2 separate regions of the Aedes albopictus genome follow, and region 2 is linked to region 1. Evidence: chromatin contacts called from public Hi-C data. All regions are on one chromosome and are shown on one strand. Each heading gives the region's core, a stretch centred on a gene start, on an enhancer-like site or on the middle of the called end of the contact. The rest is flanking DNA. Distances are from core to core; before and after follow the strand shown. Region 1 holds the start of LOC109431296 (ecto-NOX disulfide-thiol exchanger 2). Region 2 holds the start of LOC109407713 (gametocyte-specific factor 1 homolog).

Region 1 (6,717 bases), core at 2,213-4,712:
TTCAACAACACAGTTATCCAAACTTTTGCTCAAACAGCATCAAATTAGTCAATAAATCATATAACCCACGCTGTTTGCATTATTTCATTGCAGAAATGGAGAATGGGGCACGTTCGGTGTAGTACTAGATTTGTAGTAATGAGCTGAATTTTAGTATGGTGAGAAGGTCAATTCTCCGTTTCTGCAATGAAATGGTGCAAAAAGCGTGGGTATTATGATTCCTTGCCTAATTTGATGCTGTTTGAGCAAAACTTTGGATAACTATGTTGTTTATGTTACAAGAAATGGAGAAAACAACAACATTGTTGCCCAAAGTTTTGCTCAAACAGCATCAAATTAGGCAAGGAATCATAATACCCACGCTTTTTGCACTATTTCATAACAGAAACGGAGAATTGACCTTCTCACCATACTAAAATTCAGCTCATTACTACAAATCTAGTACTTCACCGATCTGTCCTATTGATCATCTCACCATACAAAAATCCAGCTCACTACTTTCAATCTAGTACTTCACTGATTGCCTCCTATAGGAAGCAATCAGTGAAGTACTAGATTGAAAGTAGTGAGCTGGATTTTTGTATGGTGAGATGATCAATTCTCCGTTTCTGCAAAGAAATGCTGCAAACAGCGTGGGTTATATGATTTCTTGCCTAATTTGATGCTGTTTGAGCAAAAGTTTGGTTAACTGTGTTGTTGTATTATTTATTTCTTGCAACTTCAACAACACAGTTACCCAAAGTTTTGCTCAAACAGCATCAAATTAGGCAAGAAATCATATAACCCACGCTGTTTGCAGCATTTCTTTGCAGAAACGGAGAATTGATCATCTCACCATACAAAAATCCAGCTCACTACTTTCAATCTAGTACTTCACTGATTGCTTCCTATTGATCGTTAAAGGCATGTGCCAAGCCGTTTTGAAGAGTGTTACGTCTGTTTGTCTGTGGCGCTAGTGTTCGATCGCTTTGACGTTTGCCAGTGTACACGTTGTTGAATGATGCAAACGAAAATTGCCCATTGCACGGTGACGTCATCAAGAAATCGCTCTCTTTCTCTCCTAGGGGAAATTAGAAAACAACAGGACCAACACCTGTCAAATTTGACAGGTACTGGTCCTGTTGTTTTTAAACTCTCTGAAGGAGCAAAAGAGATAGAATTTCGCCGTGAAGTGGTCTATTACAGGCAATTTGTGTAGTAGTGTGCGTGTCAGCTAAACATCAAATCGAAATCCATCATGGCCGACAGTGTCGCGCGCGGTTCTACCAACAGGTGGCAGTGTGCTCATGAAAATGACACCGGTCAAAAGTTTTTGATGAATTCCCTCTAAGAGTTACGTCTGTTTGTCTGTGCTGTAACCAAAACGGCCGAGATAGCGCTCCAAAAGAACCGAACAGGAATCCGCGCGTGTTCATCACGCTGGACGTAAAGAATATACGTTCAACAGCGTCTGAACACCCCAAGTTCTCCATACAAACTTCGGTTTTAAACTGTGAAGGCCCGGTCCAATATTTTTCAAAAATTCATTCACTATGACACTTCTAGCACCGACAAACTGACGTGCAGGCTAGTACGAAGGTTCATGAAATGCGCGTCCGAAATTTCAAATTGAAAACCGTTGAAACACTAATGCCATCTGTTGATTTTTGTTCAGAAGTATTTTGACCAAAAAATATCGATCACTCTTAAATAATACCACGCAAACGTGTGTTCGAATGGAAAGATTTTTCAAAGGTCGAACGATGCTCTATAAACGTCAATACAATGGGAATGATTACTCATACTTCACATGATTGACGAAGAAAAGAAAAAAATCAATTAATTCTGTTCAAAATATAGCTTTTTGCAAGCTTTGAACACTCATAAGTCTCACATAATTTCATTATTTTCTTGGATTTATTGTAGCGTGGATGTTGACATTCTGTGGCGTCGTCGGCGGCGTCGCCCTCATCGTCATCACTGCCGTTGCCGTTCTTTTGCTATTTTGCTATTTAACTATACATCAGGACACAATAATTTCATCATAAGAACCAAAGTAAATGTTCTTGAAGCAATTTATTAATGACTAAACAATGTAAGTTCTCAATTTGATAATATTTCTCAGTTCGAAACGTGAAATAGTGATCGCCTAAGCACTCGATATCTTAACGGCACCAGCAGCAGCAACAGAGACAGCAACATCGTCGCGACGCTCGTTGAATCCGGTGCGTATACAGATGGTAACAACCACCAAAATTTGGTGTTATTTAACTACGGCTGAGGCGTTGAACTAAATTATTCAATTTTCATATTCAAATGCTTAAGTAAACCGTAAAATGCTACATTCTGAGTGCCCGCGAAGCAGCAGACTCATATTACCGGCTATCACGTGCTTTTGTTTACAAATTATTCGGTCAAGACGACGCCTGCATGGGCGTCATCATTTTGTCAAACGTCACTTCAGTTTGACATTTGCGATCACTGGCTTTTGAATTAATCGTGTAATGTTTTCGGTCATGTCCTGAGATCGAGAGTCACGTCAGTTCGTCGGTGCTTCTAGGGTCTTTTTTTCTCATCCCATAACACCAATAGGACAGATCGGTGAAGTACTAGATTTGTAGTAATGAGCTGAATTTTTGTATGGTGAGAAGGTCAATTCTCCGTTTCTGCAATGAAATGGTGCAAAAAGTGTGGGTATTATGATTCCTTGCCTAAATTGATGCTGTTTGAGCAAAACTTTGGGCAACAGTATTGTTGTTTTCTCCATTTCTTGCAACATAAACAACATAGTTATCCAAAGTTTTGCTCAAACAGCATCAAATTAGGCAAGGAATCATAATAGGACAGATCGGTGAAGTACTAGATTTGTAGTAATGAGCTGAATTTTAGTATGGTGAGAAGGTCAATTCTCCGTTTCTGTAATGAAATAGTGCAAAAAGCGTGGGTATTATGATTCCTTGCCTAATTTGATGCTGTTTGAGCAAAACTTTGGGCAACAATGTTGTTGTTTTCTCCATTTCTTGTAACATAAACAACATAGTTATCCAAAGTTTTGCTCAAACAGCATCAAATTAGGCAAGGAATCATAATACCCACGCTTTTTGCACCATTTCATTGCAGAAACGGAGAATTGACCTTCTCACCATACTAAAATTCAGCTCATTACTACAAATCTAGTACTACACCGAACGTGCCCCATACCCACACTTTTTGCACCATTTCATTGCAGAAACGGAGAATTGACCTTCTCACCATACAAAAATTCAGCTCATTACTACAAATCTAGTACTACACCGAACGTGCCCCATTTTTGTAAAATTTTGTCGAGCACTGTAATCAGATAAGTCGTGTTTGGCGGTGTACTAGATTTCCAATAAGAAACACGCTAAACGTACTAGATGTTCTCATACAGTACCAGTTTTCATCGTGTACATCTCTCTTCTTATTTGACGTTTATCCCGTGTTTCGCATTTTTTTTTATCGAACTTCTTGCTGAAAAAGTGAAATTTTCGCGACGGAGTTGTTTACGTAAAAACCCGCAGTCCGTGATTTTGCGTTCGATTTTGCAGTGACCTAAATAGGCCACGACGTCGAAGTCATGTCCTTCACGTTAAATTCACTCTCCGGCAACGCTATTGCCACAATGCGTAAGTATTTTCCTAACTAACGGTTTCAAGAGTGAAGTTTTTGTGTTTGGATAGTGGAAAATCGATTTTTCTTACGTGTGGATTTTTTTTTGTAGATCCCATAATGGGCAGCATTGCCGGTGGAAGTGGATTCCTCGCACAGCCTATCGCTACGACCAGTGCTTCGTTATTGGGCAACAGTCAGATGGAGTATGCCCGCAAACAGAATCAAACACAACAATCCGGAGTTGCTCCGATGGATCTGGAATCGGCTTCGGAGAGGGATTCGATGAAGGAGGTGGTGGTTGGAGAGAAAAAGGACAAAAGTGGTCCGCTCGGGGGAGTGGAAGCCGGTGGGCAGATACTGTTTAATGGGTTGATTCCCCAGCCGCAAGGGTTTATGATGATGGCCCCGGGAATGATGAACATGATGGATGGCTCATCGCTGATCGGAATGCAGACATTTCCCGTTATGACCGCTCAGCAAATAAATCCGGGCGTGGAACTGAGTCAGCAGAATCTGGGAATCGTTAGACCTGAGGATGGCAGCAAGGAGATCATTTACTGCAAATCGTGTACCATGTTTCCGCCGAATCCGAATTTACCGTCACCGAAGACGATTGATCGTCCTCCCGGGTGTAGAACGGTCTTCGTGGGCGGTCTTCCGAACTCCATAACCGAGGAAATTATCCGGGAGATTTTTGAACGATGCGGTGAAATAACGACCCTTAGGTTTTCGAAAAAGAACTTTTGTCATATCCGGTTCGTGTACGAGGCATCAGTGGACTCGGCAATCTACCTATCCGGTTATCGGGTCAAGCTGAGTACCGGAGGGTTCAATTTCACCTCACCGGAGCCGAAAGATCCGGCAACTTTTGGACAGCTGCACGTCGACTACGCCCATGCTCGAGATGATCAGTACGACTTTGAATGCCGCCAGCGGAAGCTCCAACGAGAGCGTCGCCATCGGGAACGGGTCGAGGACGATCGCCTCAGGCCGCTGTCGCCTCAGCCTATCGCCCACTACACCGAACATGAGGCCACTTCAGTAGCTGAAAAGCTAAAAACCGACGAAACATTCATCAAAGCGGTTCAGACATTGATCGCCTGGCTCGAACGTGGCGACTGCAACAAGAAAAATGCCAACAGCTTCTACACCATGATCCAGAGCACCAACTCGCATGTGCGGCGCCTACTTAACGAGAAAGGCATCACCGATGAGGAACTGTGCCGCGCCAAAGAGCACTACCGGAAGCAGATGCAGTGCATGTTGAGCCAATGTAAGTAGACGCAGTTCTCCATTTTTGTTGCTCTTATTTGGCAAAGAATCTTAGCCTAGATCGATCGACTCCTAATGAGGCGCAAAAATATGTGGTAAGAAGCGACCTATTCTAGATTGCTAGCACACACACAAGTCTCCCTATCCCCCTCTCTCTCTCTCTCCGACTATTGCTTTTTCCCGATCAGAAACATGCTCATCAAAACCATTGAAGTAAGTTGGGATGGGGTGCGATGTGTTGTTTTAATTTAATTTTTCAAGTGAAAACATGTAACAGAATTAGACATTGTGATTTGAGGACGCATGAATATAGGTATATGTAGCTGCTCTAGAAATGCCGTCAGCATTTCTCCGATTATTTCTGCAAGACGTTCAGTTAAGATTCCTTAGGGAATTATTCAGCAATTTATCTATAAAAATAACGGCGGAACTTGTGCCGTAGGGATGTAGAAACTCCATAAATTAATCATTCGTTTCAGGTATTCATTTGGTAATGGGTAACACACGGTGAAGCATGATGTTGGATCTTTCTTTTTGTCGACCTTCTTCAGAGAAACGTGTTGGGTGACGTAGATCTTGAAGCTAAATTTATTTTATTAGTTACAAACCTTCAATGGTAGAGTTGTGTTATACTTACATTATACTTACAAACTAGCTGTACCCGGCAAACTTTGTCTTGCCTACTGCGTTTTTTGACGTTTCAAGTCGCTAGCCAAGTTCAAGTTCCCGTTCAAAATGCATGATAACCCGATTTTTTAAAACTCTCAATTTTTCCATGTTTTTTTTGCTTCATAAACCTTCCTTGGGTGAAAACTAACAGAACAAAACTTAGACGACCCAAATCGGACCATCCATTCGCAAGTTATGCGCGGTCCCACGTATGCCACTGCATTTTTATATATATAGATTGGTCTCTTATGGATATACGATGTCCAACAAATTCGTTTGTCTCTACGGCTATCAATGTAGTTTCAATCCAAACGTGGACACGACCCTAATCACAATTCAGCATTTACAAGTATATCTAGAAGCTCGCTCAGTTAAGCGATGCAAATACGCGACACTTCCAACAGCTCGCCCAACGACCTAAAACAACTAATATTGGATTCATTTTAATTTTAAACAATAATATAATTTACTTACTACTGTCAGCGATCAACTATAGGCTTGACTGACTAAATTGATTAAACTAATTCACGGGTAATAAACTGTGAAATTAATCTATATCGGTTCTAATTCAGTTGCTACATCAAGATGGCTTGCCAAAAATGCTATCATGATTTTTAAATAACTCAACGTACATACAGTACTGGCCAAAATTATAGGCAGTGATGGTGATGCGATGTTTAGGTTTATAAATCTCCCTTTGAAATAGCTTTATTCAAATGCAATAACTTTGGTATTATTGTTTATTGATCACAAAATATAATTGCATTGTTTCCAACATGAGGTGAAACTTAACGAAAGAGAATGAATTTAAATCTTGAATTTGGTCGAAAATTGTCTGGCCAAAATTATAGGCACTTTAAGACCTTCTTAAGAAAGTTTGATGTTCTATCCTCTCTCTCCTCTTCTTGGCGTAACGTCCTCACTGGGACAAAGCCTGCTTCTCAGCTTAGTGTTCTATGAGCACTTCCACAGTTATTAACTGAGAGCTTCCTCTGCCAATGACCATTTTGCATGCGTATATCGTGTGGCAGGCACGAAGATACTCTATGCCCAAGGAAGTCAAGGAAATTTCCTTTACGAAAAGATCCTAGACCGACCGGGAATCGAACCCGTCACCCTCAGCATGGTCATGCTGAATACCCGTGCGTTTACCGCCTCGGCTAT
Region 2 (6,717 bases), core at 1,507-4,006, 250 kb after region 1:
TGCCAGCCATCGCCTTGACCCGTGACCAGGTTAAATTTCTGTCGACCTGCTTTATTTCGTTGTTGAGGCTGCGCCGCCATGAGCCTCTGGGTCTGCCTCTGCTGCGATGTCCTGCTGAGTTCCAATCTTACGCTTGTTGCAGATTACGCCCCTGCGTAAAGTGGGGCCGACCCATCTCCACTTTCGCTCCCGAATTTCTGTCGCTATCGGCTTTAGATGACATCGACGATGGAGATCCACGATAGAGATCTAATTGTGAGGCCATCATTCATGAATTATATACCGCAGGCATCTGTTGATGAAGACCTGCAGCAGTTGAGTGTTCTCCACTGATACAAACCAAATTTCACATTTCTTAGAGTCGCAAAATGAGCCTTCGCTCTCTTGATCCGTCCTATGTCGATCTTGGTGCCACAGGGTGCCACCATCGGCCACCATTTGGCTGCCAAGATATTGGAAGCTATCAAAATTATCCACTGCTTGTCCAGCTACCGTAAATTTGGAAGGGTTGGCCGTGTTTAAATCTAACGATTTGGTCTTGTTAACATTGAAGATAAGACCTGTCGCCGAGCAGCGATTGACAAGATCATCGTGCTTGCTCTGCATCTTAAAGAGATCTTAAAGAAACTCCTCAAAGAATCCCGTGACAGGATTGCTAGAGTACCTTCTGGAGAAAAGTCAGTCAAAGTACTTGAAAAATATCTCTAGGAAACGAACGAATTCCAGTAGATTTTTAAAGGAATTCACGAACAACTCCTGAAGGTGCTGGCTCCAGAGGAACTTCTGAAGAAATTAAGCATTACTATGAGAAATTCTGAAAGTGGAATTTCCGGAGAATGTCCCACAGGAGCTTCTTCAGAAATTCCTGGATTAATTCCTGTAGGAAATCTTGCGAGTTGTAATTTGTGACGGGTTTCCTGGAGATCTTCAAGACGGAATTTCCATGAGATCTTCTTAGCTTAGCTTAGACTGACCGCACGTCAATGGTTGCTTCTCCGTGATTGAACTGAATTGCACATATATTCAACTGAATAAGGGGCTGGGACACTCAACTCATTGTCAATTTAAGCTGCTCATACATGTTGGATCAATAACAGCGCCGGTCAAGTCCGTAGTTTCGCTAACTTCCACTTACTCGAATTTAAAACTACTTACAAATGTAACTGGGTCTCCAGTTAGCCTAGTGGTTAAGGCTATGGATCGCCAATCCGGAGACGGCGGGTTCGATTCCCGTTCCGGTCGGGAAAATGTTCTCGACTCCCTGGGCATAGTGTATCATTGTACTTGCCTCACAATATACAAATTCATGCAATGGCAGGCAAAGAAAGCCCTTCAATTAATAACTGTGGAAGTGCTCTGAGAACACTAAGTTGAAGAGAGGCAGGCCAAGTTCCAATGCGAACGTCGAGCCATAAAAAAGAAGAAGAAGAAGAACAAATGTAAACTCTTCGTTACTTGAGCCTTGCCACAAGCATGTAAAATTTAGTCATATCTTCGTTTGAAATAAATTGATCAGTTTTCAATAGTTCCATATTAATGTTTTTTTTTTCTCTTTCTTTACAGGTAACAAATGTCAATTAGTGGGATGACGGTTCTTGTTGGTAAGCGTTTAATATTTCTACTGAATATTGTGGATTTACCGGTTACTTGTATTCTACCGGTCGCTTCAGTATGGCCTCCAAAGTAGCCGTTTTATAAAAAAAAAAGTAACATAAAAATGTGTTTAAACATTTTTATTGTATGCGCTATTCCTCGTTGCCACTAGCTATTCAGCGACATGCATTTTTTGACAATCAAGTTGACTTTTATATGAAAACGGCTACTTTGTAACGGCTACTCAAGTAACCGGTAGAATACAAGTAGCCGGTAAATCCACAATAAAATGACGATAAGTATTTTCATAACCAACAATTAGGCGCCGTCCACAAATTACGTAACGCTCTAGGGGGAGGGGGGAAGTGCAGCCAAGCGTTACGGCCACGTATGTGGCAACCCTAATCCCACCTAATGCATCTGACAGGAGCCAACATCTATCGTGTATCCACAATGGAATCCTTTGTGGATACACAAATGTTTACATACAAGATGTTGGATTCTTAAACATGGCGGCCTCGCACCCTGGTGGTTACGGCTCATACAAAAATTTTCATACAAAAAGGGTTACGGAGGGGGGAGGGGGGTTGAAAAATGCCGATTTTAGCGTTACGTATTATATGGACGCTGCCTTATGTCTTGATGGAAAAACTGCATTCGAAATTTCAATGTTGATGACTTCTTCGACCTTAAAACTCTCCTCTGTTCGATCAACCCTATTAATAAAGATCGAATGATTAGATGAACACAAATAATTTTTAAAGACTATATTGCCCATTTTTATAATTTAATTGAGAATAAATAATGACGCTGACAATATTCCTAGTAAAATGGGTTCAATCTCCTATCTTCAGTCGTATTTTGAGGTCAGTGTGAAGTGAATTCCACGGTTAACACTATTGATACGGCCTTTAACATCTGCAGAAATTAACAAGAGAGAGATTTTCCATGTCTCAACTATTTGAACAGCTTATCAGGCCTGTTTTTATGTTGGAAATTCGCATGCCACTACCAGGCCGAACGCAACGAATGTGTACAACGAAAATATTTATTCTTCTATTCAATGCATTACTACGCACACCAGTTTCGATTGGGTTACCTTCCTGCTCTGCCATCAACAGTGCTAGCGCACATGCGCAGATAGTCCTTACTCAGTGGAGTGTGCAGTACTAGAGCGTCTGTCAAATACTTTGTTATGTTGTGAAATCGATCGGCTGTGTTATGAAATTTAGGTAGAAAATTCCAAATTTTCGTTTTACTACCAAAGCTTTCGTAAACGTATGACGTGTCTTTTAGAAGTTCATTATAAGAAGTAGTTCGTGAAGTTAAGTTTATCGGAATTGAGTTGTTTTTTGCGAGGAAAAAAGTTAGCTTCAAATCTAGCAATGGCTACTACCCCACCCGGATACAATGAATTACTGCAGTGTCCATACGAAAAGGCACACAGGATCCAAGCTCACGCTATGTCCAAACATCTTTTCAAGTGCCGAAAAAACCACCCGAATCAGAAATTTGTTTCCTGTCCGTTCAACGAATCCCATCGAGTGGCAGCGCTGGAGCTAAAATTGCACGCTCAGAACTGTGAAGACCGTGCTTCCTTCGAAACATACAAGTACTACATCACGACGGGAACAAAGGAAAAAGACATGAAAGAGCCGGAGCTTGTTTACAATAACAGCCCTCCCAAGGACCTGTACAAAAAGTACCGAGACAAAACGAGTGACGAGGAGCCAGAACCTGAGCAAAAGTCATCCCTGCTGGACGACGATGAATGTTGGGATGATATGAATGCCCCGGCATACAACCCACAAAAATACTGCGAAACGGCAAAAGTGATTAGAAAAGCAACCTTGAAGACGCCATCGGAGAAGAAAGCATTCTACGAGAGTGAACGGCTCCGGTTGGAGGATTTGAAGTTAAAAGAGTGATTAAAATATTTATGTTTCGTCGTTTGCCTGTTACTGGCAATGAGGTCATAATTGTTTATGTTTCATATATACTGTTAAAACCGTGATAATACGGGAATCTTTATGCTGTGTTCAGACTGCAGAGATGACGCATTGCCAACAAAACAGCACTTCCATTTTCTAGCTCTTGTTTCAACGATTCAGATTTTGGTTTTCAAATAAAATACTGAAGCTTAAAAAGTAGGTAATCGCTTGTACACTGAATGTAAACAAAGCGTGATCAATTCATAAACAGACCTTAATGTAGAACAAATAGAATTCATTGGCATATATCTAATGATTGATGATCTGAATGACATTAACTATCGATCATTTTCAATTACGATATTATTTTCAACAGTGAGAAAGCTTCAGCGCAGATCAATCGGCACTTTTGAGAACTACAAATAAAAAAAACCTTGTTTGATAATTATGATGATGGCAGAGAATCAATATTGAATTATATATTAGAATCTTTTCAGGATAATTGTTTTCAGTTTCTCGCTACCGTTATACCTAGCTACATTGTCACAATCACTCTACTCACTATCCATCGTTTTCCTTTTTAACGGATAATTCAAATGTTCTGTAGTTTGCAAATCGCTCGCTCACGGCTCTCGCATCGCTTTTGCTCCTGTTTGACGTTTGCTCACTACCGCCATCTATTCAGTGGATTTGCGAAACACAGCGTTATAAGCATTGGTCGATCATGCTTTCGTGACGATGATTTTTATCGCATTTTGTTCCAAGTGATACGTCTGTTTGTCTGTGCCTCACCTTACATCCGTTTAATGCACACAATATATTTAAAGTTGGTGCGACATTTTTCCTGCCTGAACACAGCTTGAAACGTATTGAAATGATTTTGTTTATTTGATTCGTGTTATGAAAAAGAAAAACAATGTTTTTATTTGAATATACTTTCGTGTGATCGGTCCACATTAATTAAATTTAGCTGTCGAAAAAAAAAGTATTGCCATGTTCTCTGCAAATGACTTTCTGGGTACTTCGGGCTTTTGTTTTAATATTTTTGTACAGAAATAAACAAAAGATCAACCGCATGTAGAGTTTTTCAATTGTTTCTATATCACATCCACACATGCGATTTCATTAACGGAATAATAACTTGACCATTGCTTGTCTTTTTGCACAGTATTTACGAAATCGTAACTGTTTTTTATTATTAAATGTAATATACCGCAACATCACCTAAGTAATTCCAATCATTTTTTCGGTTCCTTATTCCGTTCACCCCATTTGTTTTGCATGGTGTGGAGGAACTAGAATTCGGAAAAAAAAGTAATGAGAATTAGGGGATATCACGGTACGCTGGAAATATTCTTCTATTTATATCAGATAGCTTCGATTTTAACCTTCTTCGTGCATTAGCTGACTCTGAAGGTTGATGAAAATATTGGTTTTCTTACCAATCATTCGAAGATTCGGAGCTTCTTTTGATACTATTTCACAATGTTTCAATTCTGTGAAATGTCCCAAAATGTTGATCAGACTACAATTTTCGCATACATCGTGAATGTAGTAGGGGTTTTGACCCCATGCTTGCACAACAGGTAAACACAATGGTGTATTAAGTAAATTCTCAACGAAACGACCGTTTTTGTCCACTTCTTCCATGCTGAATCAGGTATTGCTGACTGCACCCCAAATTGGACTGACACAATAGTGTGCACAGACCTTCAAAGTGTGATTGCAGCGCAGGACCACATCGGATCGAGTTGAGGTCTTCGGTGCACTTATTCCTTGTAAATAGAGGAATAAGTGCACCGAAGACGTCGAGACGATCTGAGGCAAATGTGCACTTTTATCACACTTTTTAGGCGTATCAAAAAAGTGTGATAGTCCAATTTGGGATGTAGTCTGCAATACCTTATTGCGTAAACTTGTTGTTAACAGTGATTGTTGTGAACATTTTTCGCCGGAAAGTTGATTTTGAACGAGTTTACTGCACCTAGTCCAACGCCAATTCTCGGCACCAGTGCCGAACTTCCAATAAAATCAAACGGGAAATCACTTTGGCACCCATCTTTGTGCTGATGAAGTGTACTCGCCTGCGTGTGATAGTTCTTTTGAGAATTTGTGCGGCTTCAGAGTGACTATGCACTGAACTACAAATCAACCCAAATTTAAGTTGTTTTGACGCAATCCCGGTCTTCCGTGGAATAACTCAAATTTGCGTTAAACAGCGAAAGTGGTGAGTGAGTAGTTCTCGTTTGAGAGCGGCAAAAAAATTAACCCAGTGGTAAGTTATTTTCACTCAACGGAGGCCTCAAATGACGCAAATTTGGGTTAATTCAAGAAAACCCAAATTTGGCTTCTTCCACGGAAGAGCAGCGGTTGCGTCGGTGCTTCTCTCTTTGTTTTCGACAACATTGCGGTGGGGCGAGGGAGAAAACAACCCAACTTTGAGTTAAAACTTTAAGCAGTTTAGCCAAATTTGAGTTTTTAAAACTTATTCTTTGGGTTATAATATTTTTCCGTGTGGATCCCGTTGCGGAAATGCTGCGGGAGATGATAACCCACCCCACACGGTCAGAAAATGCACACAAAACTGAGCTAAACTGGAACAGGTCAAAAAAATGAGTAAATTGCATTTCCAGCGATAGCGCTGGCCCAAGTGCGAAAATTTCACCAGTTTAAGCCGTATAATATTCTTGATGATGTGAAGAATATATTGTGTAGAATATATTTAAGTTAAACTCCTTCAAACTGCAAAGAAACAAAAGATTGCGCCAAGTAAAACCTACAGTGTATCAAACAATTGTCCGTACAGCAATTTTTTGGTCAAAATAATTTTTCATACAAATGATCATAACTTTTTTATACATAAATCAAATACGCTGAAATTTTGAGCAATCATGAACCATATATCAAAGCACCATTGGTAAAATTTTGAGCGAGATCGAATAAGTTTTCTAAAAGTTATAGAACTTTTAATAAAACTTATAAGATTTTTGAACACATTTTTAAAACATTATATCTCAGTATGTACTAGATGAAACTTTTTCAATTTTTTCTGTGATATAGCTTATACGTAAGGCATTCATATGCAGCTTCGTTTGAGGTTTTACATTCACTACAAAACATATGAAAAATCTGTATATGTTCACAGTGTCGTTTGGAAATTTATCATATTTTGATTAATAAAAGTGCCAAGTGT

What was found. Hi-C and Micro-C count contacts between places; a contact is called where the count stands out from the background.
Region 2: a contact with region 1 is called in a Hi-C map of whole body, with 8 times the contacts expected there. The contact joins the promoter of LOC109407713 here to the promoter of LOC109431296 in region 1. A contact is called at or near these places in 2 of 3 Hi-C or Micro-C datasets (embryo and whole body).

What each region holds. Positions count from the first base shown.
Region 1 is chr3:237,606,853-237,613,569 of AalbF5, forward strand. LOC109431296 (ecto-NOX disulfide-thiol exchanger 2) reads left to right here and starts at 3,463. Exons shown (of 5, transcript XM_029868416.2): 1 at 3,463-3,626; 2 at 3,722-4,885. The coding sequence starts at 3,578.
Region 2 is chr3:237,854,800-237,861,516 of AalbF5, forward strand. It overlaps LOC109407713 (gametocyte-specific factor 1 homolog), which reads left to right and starts at 2,757. Exons shown (of 1, transcript XM_062859677.1): 1 at 2,757-4,600. The coding sequence starts at 2,979. The coding sequence ends at 3,521. All of the region lies in intron 2 of LOC115264580 (F-box/LRR-repeat protein 16), which reads left to right.